Linked DNA regions of Mus musculus: region 1 is linked to region 2. A link is a contact called in public HiChIP or PLAC-seq data. All regions are on one chromosome and are shown on one strand. Each heading gives the region's core, a stretch centred on a gene start, on an enhancer-like site or on the middle of the called end of the contact. The rest is flanking DNA. Distances are from core to core; before and after follow the strand shown.

Region 1 (3,689 bases), core at 612-3,111, 470 kb after region 2:
TCTGGGTTCTATAAATGTCTTTTCTTCTAAGGAGTCTTGCAGTCTCAGGAGCTGCTCTCCAGAGAGTCCAGGCCGTGATTGGAAGTTGGGACTTTCAGTTGCAGCTGGAAACACAGGCAATAATGAAGCCTGTAATGGCAGTGAAGGCTCTCTGAGAAATCCCTGGACAGTGAGCACGGGAGAGTTCCAGGGGATGCTGCAGGCCTAAAGTCAACAAAGGCATGCACATTCACCATCGCTTTCTTTGTACTTAGCTCTACACACCTTTTCCACCGGAGTTCATCTGTGTTCTTGATGTGTGGTCTTGAGAGTCCCTTATAACCCTTGCCCCCACCCTTTAATCCCTTTAAACAGACACATGCGGATGCTTGCCTGAGTTTGTGATCACGCCTCAGAAGGGGTCAGCTTATAGACCAGCTGGTAGACATTCTGGAAGTGAGTCTCCTATTGGTATCTGAAGGAGGGCACAATTTTATAATACTGAGCCTTTAACTTATAGGACCTGACTTCATTCCTGGTAGACAGTGTCAGAAAAGAATTTTAACTGCAGTGCCCTAGCTGGTGCTGGAGAACTGGTTATTGTGGAAAATCCCAACATGTGGTCAAAGACTGTGAGTAGAGTATTGTTTTTCTCTTTTACGTAAAACAAATTATCTCTGTTTTACAAGTTAACAAAGCAAAAACAGGCTGTAGAGCTGGTCCATCAGTCAAGGACATTGCTCTCCCAGTGAACCCAGTTCCCAGCACCCACATGGTAGCTCACAACTGTTTGGAACTCCAGTTCTGAGAATCAACACCTCTTCTAGCCTTTAAAGGTACTACACATAGTACAGGCAAGACACCCATGTAAATAAATAAAAAAAAAATAACAGAAAAGCAAAAACCATGGCTCAAAAAAAAAGCACATGGCCCAAGGTGACAGCGCTTGTTTATGAAGGGACACTGCCTGTCTACTTCATTAGATAGTCAAGTCTGACAGCAGAATTCTAGTGGGGTGGCAAACACTAAGCAGGGACCCCAACCCTTCGGAGGCAGACCTGTCCCCTCAATCATCACTTCTAACATCTGTGGCGATGTAGACTTTTGCCATGTGACTATCAGAAATTCAGTTGTCTCATAGTTTTTGTTTGTTTGGTTTTTTCGAGACGGTTTCTCTGTGTAGCCCTGGCTGTCCTGGAACTCACTTTGTAGACCAGGCTGGCCTCGAACTCAGAAATTTGCCTGCCTCTGCCTCCCAAGTGCTGGGATTAAAGGCGTGCACCACCACTGCCTGGCCAGTTATCTCATAGTTTATCTCAGCCTTAACACACTTGTTCTTGAGAAGCCCTTTATTGTGCATACGAGCAACTGCACTTTTACATTATTATTACTATCATTAACAGTATTATAGAATAATACTGTTAATGATAGTAATAATAATAATAATAGGGGTGATGGGGTCTTGCATATGCTGAACCCATGATTTCCTAGTTAGCTACAACCTAGCCCCAGGAATCTTATAATTAAAATTTAGTAGCACCCCCACCCTCCCTTCATTTTCAAGATGTAGACTTACACTGGCCCTTTACCACAGCTAGTGAGCTCAGCGGGCCAGGCTCACTATGCTCCTGAAGGGCTGAGTATCGGTGAGGTGCAGCCACATTGCACTGGCTCCCTGCCCTGGATCCAACTACATAGGTAAGCATCTAGCTCTCTGATTTGATTGGTCACTGTGGTCAACGGTGAAGTGGAAAATGCTGGGCTGTTTGATCAGACAAGGAAGAGTTGGTGGGGTTCAAAGGCCCAGATAAGGTTGTCTTGTAAGCAGTCACAGCAAAGAGGAAGCTCTGTCAGAAACAAAGAATGCTTCCAAGGGCAGATTGCAGGCAAGAGGGGGCCAGAGCTGGCAGCTAACTCACTTCCTCCAGGAGGCCCGGCAAGAGTGAGCTGCACAGATGAAGTTCTTTCTTCTCGGAACATGAAACACAGCAGGGCAAGCCAGGCATGTTAGGAGTCATGTGGAGGTCTCAGGGCCATTCAAACTTACTGGAGCAAACAGCTCTACACAGAGTAGGTAAGTGTCACCTGGGCTGGGCCCAAGGCAGAAGTGGGAGAAGCTGCTTCCAAAGAGCTTGGGCTCTGAGCCTGGATAATGCAGAAGCTACAAGTTGTGCAGTCTTTCTTACACCTACACTTGATCCAAAGCGAACCCTCAGTGATCCAGCCCACGATGTTCCCTGAAGGGCGACCTAGGGCCTTGACCCCTCCCACTTTCCAGACCATCTCTGGACACTATTTCTTCCTCTGATGTCACGTCTGGTCCCAGATCAGCAAATTAGACACCTTTGTTTCCCAAGAGCTGCCATTCTTAAGTCTTCTTCAGGAAAAAAGAAGAAGAAGGAGGAGGAGGAGGAGGAGGAGGAGGAGGAGGAGGAGGATGAGGAGGGTGGGTAGGGGATGGGGGGTGGGGGAACACTTCCTAGAAGTCTAGTTCAATGCTATTTCCAACTAGATTGGATTGTCAGAAATGAGCCGCCCACCCTTGAAAAGCACACTGGGGAAAAGGCTGCCCAAACGCAGTAGGTGCACCCTGCCTGAAGTCTAGGTGAAAGTCTCCCAGGGCAAGGGGAAGCTCACACAGTCCCTGTCAAGACATCAATGACGTTTTGCCAGGACAGATCCAGACTGGTTCTGAAAGCCCAGCTGTTGTCCTGCTCCTGCCTACAAGGGGAGACACAGACACCTCCCTCCCCAGACTGGCACCATTAATTAAGTGGTGGCTCTGAGAAAAACAGCAAGTGAAATCCAGGAAAGCGGCTCAGCATGAACTCCCGCTGGGGCCCACAGTCTTACTCATCCCGGTCCCAGATGGATCTTAGAGGCGCGGGTCTAGGGGAGAAAACCAAGCGCCTGTAGACATTTGCTGTCCTCCGTGTCCTGGCTCCTCCTCACCCTGCCTTCCTGTTTGCCCTGGTAAGGGAAAACTGCTGGAGTTAGAGAAGCTTCCAGAAGGTGCATGTTTCTTATGGTTTTTCCTTGACTGTTCCATTTCTGGCTGGAGAAGAGTTAGGCCTTGTGCCTTCTGGGTAAGTATTCTACCACGAAGCATCATCTTCTGTCCCCAGAGCTCATGTTTTGCTTTCCTTGTGCCTCCCAGACACAGAGCCGCCTCTCTGATTGGCTACTGGGCAGACGCGGAGGCAGCTCAAAGCACCCAGACATGCCTAGCCTTGCTACCCATTGGAAGGCCAGATTATTCTACAAATGTAGGGCTTCAGTGGAAAGTTTAATCCATCCCCCCACTCCCCACACACACACACACACACACACACACACACACACACACACACACACTCCTAAGAACTAGACCTGCAGTAGGCAAACACTCTACCACCAAGCCACATCCTCAGCTTTTGGAAACTTGCTTTGGGATGAAGAATTAAGTCCTCCAGTGATTTTTTTTTTTTTTTTTACATATTCCCATAATTCTTCTCTTCTTTTTCGTGCCTTTCAATCATAGCATTACTGCCCCGATTAACAGGAAAGCCACCTGCCAGCTAATACCAGGGCCTGGAAACGATTTATCTTTGTACATTCATCTCCTTTAGCTGAGGAAGGGTGCCTCCCTACCTCCCCAGTTGACTACAGGGTCTGCAACCCACGGAGAGTAAGGTGAGTGAGGCCCCAGCCCTTCTGGTATGATCCTAAAC
Region 2 (3,512 bases), core at 808-3,307:
CTCCAGGCACCTGACTCCTCCCACTCCCACGTACCGTCTTCATCATGCTCATCGTGATGTCCCTCAGCCTCAGCATTCTCTTCCCCGTGCTCTTCCTGTTCATCATGATGATCCTCCTCTCCAGCCACGCCTTCCACCACCTCAACCTGAACCCACAATTTTATTTATAGATCATCACAGCACATAATAAACCTGTCTCTACCAGTTTTGTCCATAGAATTAGTAAACTAAAATTTTAAAGCTCTCTAAAATAAGGGTTTCTAAATTTGTATTATGCTGTTTTAAAATCATTTACTAATGACAATTCATTATGAAAATTTCCATCAGCATATCACATAGTTTGTAATTAGTATCTAAAAACAGGCTTCAAAATTAGAAGTATAAAACTGTTCTGGGAAATGGGGAAGGGCTGAATTTTCTATACTTTCAAATACATTGCATTAAACTATTAAAAAAAAGGCCAACAGTAAAACTATCTTTAGTCTTAGTCTTTAGGTAAAAAACAAGTTTATGTGTCCAATTTCCTGGCACTCAATAAATGGAAGCTTGCTGACATCACTGTAATATATACAGCCACAAATGAGTATAACTAATGTCGACAAGTTGGCTGGAACACAGGGTAGTTTCAAACTAACACGATCAAGACTGACTTCTAAGTGACTGCTCTTCCCACCAAAGTTTGTCACCTGCACTTAAAACAGTTAAAAGTACCTCTTCCACGTCTGCTGACACAATATCATCCTGCTCCTCGTCTCGGCCTCTGACGGGCTGTGACTGGCTGATGCGCCTCTGCTGTGGGTTCCGAATGATGTAAGATGACTGAGACTGACTGGAGCTGTAAGGAGTCAGGGGGAGGGAGAGACCACAGCTGTCAAGATGGCTCACACAGCACACTGCTCTCTGGGATCCTTTTTGCAGCTCAATGCTTACTTTCTTTCTTTCCTCCAGCATCCTCAGATGCCAAGAGTACTGACACCAACATTCACACATTAAACCACAGTTTCTATCCTGTACTTGCTCGCTTCTCACTGACTGGTTAGTGGGTGGACATGGCATAGGGAAATCACATCTACAAATCATATTTTAAAACAGAGGAACAACCAAAAGCAGAGTGATCAAAGCTTCACGTCCCTTCAGATCTGACTTAGACATAGCCAAAGGCAAGTGCATCCACACAAAAGGAAGCAAACAATCACTAAATTGAGTTTTAAAGAAACCAAAAACTAGAAACGTGATGTTTAACAGCCCTCTGGTCACTTCATTTAGAGATTCAAGAATGAGCTAAAAGACATTAAAATATAAAGCTTTTAGTGTCTTTCTCCTTAACAGGTTTCCTGAGAAATGAGAATCAAAGAAATTATTCGACACAACTAGGGTAGCAGTGCCTTTGCATAAGCACACAGGTACTTACCTCACAACCAGGGCTTTCCAGGATCTGCTAAGACAGATGCATCGTTACAGAGGCAAAGAAGAAGCTGAGAGGAAAATCTTTTAATTTCAAAAAAAAAAGAATTTCTTTTTTCTTTTTTTCAGACAGGGTTTCTCTGTGTAGCTCTCCCTGGCTATCCTGACTCACTCTGTAGACATGGCTGGCTGTGAAAACTGAGATCTACCTGCCTCTGTGGCCCAGGCTTGGATTAAAGGCGATCACCATGTGTGAAGGGGGAAGTTCTGACAGGAAGGTCCTATTCTGCAATTGATTCTTCTTTTGTCAGTAAAGAAAGCCAAGGGCCAATTTCTGGGCAGAAAGTTTGGGCAGGATTTCTGGGTCCCAAGAGGAAAAGCAGATTCAAGGAAGGAGAGGGGTTTTTCTGCCATGCTTTGGAAGAAGAACGCAGCAACCATGTGAGCTCTCAGGGGGAGCTGGGGCCTGTGGCCACTACTACAGGCAAGAGGTCAGGGCTAGGTTAGGGCAGGTAGAGACAGGAAAATAATAAATCGGTAAGGGTGGGCTTTTTCAGGCAGGAGATATCAGCACCCAGCAATTGTGCCAAGAAGGCAAGTAGTGAAGGAATTAACTGTGTGTGTGCCTTCTGTCGGAGGACTCAAGGGAAGCCGGGCGGGAGCTGAAAGCACTAGCCACTTCCTGGAGCAAAGGAAGTGGAACATAAAACGACTTGCAACACATTTGGCTACGTGGCTATTTTTTCATTTAGTAGAGAGGTGTTCCAATTCCAAAAGTTTGTAAGCTTTCTGTTGTTAATATTTAGTTTTAATCCATGGTGGGCAGATAAGTACTAAAATATTATACTTACATTAGGTGACAAAATTAGAATTGTGAAAATCATTTCAACTGCTACTCCAAAGCACAGCTTTAATAAGCCAGATAAACCATTTCCATACAAAACATTAACATACCTGCTTGCCTGATCTGATGACGGCCGTGGTGGTAATGGTTCTACTGAAAATAATTCTTCACTGCCCTGCATGGCATCTATGCTAGTACTGGCCAGAGTAAACGGTGCTGTCGGCCGGGCAATCCCCATTCTGACAGGAACAATCAGAGACTCTGCCACATTACACAATTCTTCTACAGCATAAGGAAGCAGTGCTTGAAACACACGTTTGCATTTTCCAATTGGCTGTGGAATAAAGTTGCTATAGCAGGAAAAAAATAAAAACCTCTAATGATTCTTCTCATACACATACTAACATTATCACACTACAAATGTGTGCAAAAGGTTTTGAAATGCCTTACTTTTTCTTTTTGGACGAAGCCATTTCCACACTAAGAATGACAAACACTCTTGCCACAGATCGTAGAAACCTCATTGTCACGGCAATTGCTTCTTCCCGGCGTCCGGGTGTGTACTTGTTTTGGAGTTCTTTTACTAAGGTGCCTAGCAGAGTATCTAAAAGCTTTAAAAATGGCAATCATTCTATTAATGCTGAGATAGTTCATATGATGGTTAACGTAGTCTAATACTTTTAAATATTAATAGTTCCCAATAAAATGTTTAAAATGTTTTTGTGTGTGTATATATGTATGTGTGTGATTTATGTATATATGTGTGAATGTGTATACACACATATATGACGTATGTACATGTGTGCGTTTGGAGGTGAGAGAGCACCGTGCAGGTGGCAGTCCTCTCCTTCTGCCGCGTGGGTCCAGTGACTGAGCTGAGGCTGTTGGGCTCTGGTGGCACCTGTTACTAGCTAAGCCACCTTGACAGCCCTTGTAACAAAATTTTGAAACAAACTGAACCAAACCATTTACAGGTATACACCTAACTGTACTGATACTGTGTGTCTGATAGCAAATGGATCCCAAATGTATACTAACTTGGCTTTTGTCCCATAGGCCTGTATATACTTATCATGCATGTTTAGAAGGAAATATCAAACATGTAAAATCAGAAGTTCACTCATTGAAGAACACTTATTGCATATCTCATTTACTACTTTCTAATACTTCCCTGTGCATAAAAAAGATACCAACTACAAAGAAAACCCAATTTCATGTTATTTTTTTAATGATTTTTATAACAATCTTTATAGCAAAACATGTT

The links. HiChIP or PLAC-seq counts read pairs in DNA pulled down with a chosen protein or histone mark.
Region 1: an H3K27ac HiChIP or PLAC-seq map of microglia shows a contact between it and region 2, with 5 times the contacts expected there. The contact joins two enhancer-like sites. A contact is called at or near these places in 7 of 115 datasets of contacts at active chromatin or transcription factors (bone marrow-derived macrophages, extraembryonic endoderm stem cells, fibro-adipogenic progenitors and 3 more).

What each region holds. Positions count from the first base shown.
Region 1 is chr15:38,466,595-38,470,283 of GRCm38.p6, forward strand. No RefSeq gene overlaps it. Among named protein-coding and RNA genes, the nearest start is that of Gm41308, 4.8 kb to the right of the region's middle. Within about 2 kb of position 1,862, at least 94 of the 459 cell types and tissues checked have an H3K27ac peak or open chromatin away from gene starts, as enhancers often do. A contact at or near this core is called in bone marrow-derived macrophages and microglia, where this site is marked.
Region 2 is chr15:37,999,859-38,003,370 of GRCm38.p6, forward strand. It overlaps Ubr5 (ubiquitin protein ligase E3 component n-recognin 5), which reads right to left. Exons shown (of 59, transcript NM_001112721.2): 33 at 2,699-2,859; 34 at 2,359-2,598; 35 at 712-835; 36 at 35-146. The region is part of intron 1 of Gm49085 (a long non-coding RNA gene); the gene reads left to right. Among named protein-coding and RNA genes, the nearest start is that of Gm49085, 40 kb to the left of the region's middle. Within about 2 kb of position 2,058, at least 40 of the 459 cell types and tissues checked have an H3K27ac peak or open chromatin away from gene starts, as enhancers often do. A contact at or near this core is called in bone marrow-derived macrophages and microglia, where this site is marked.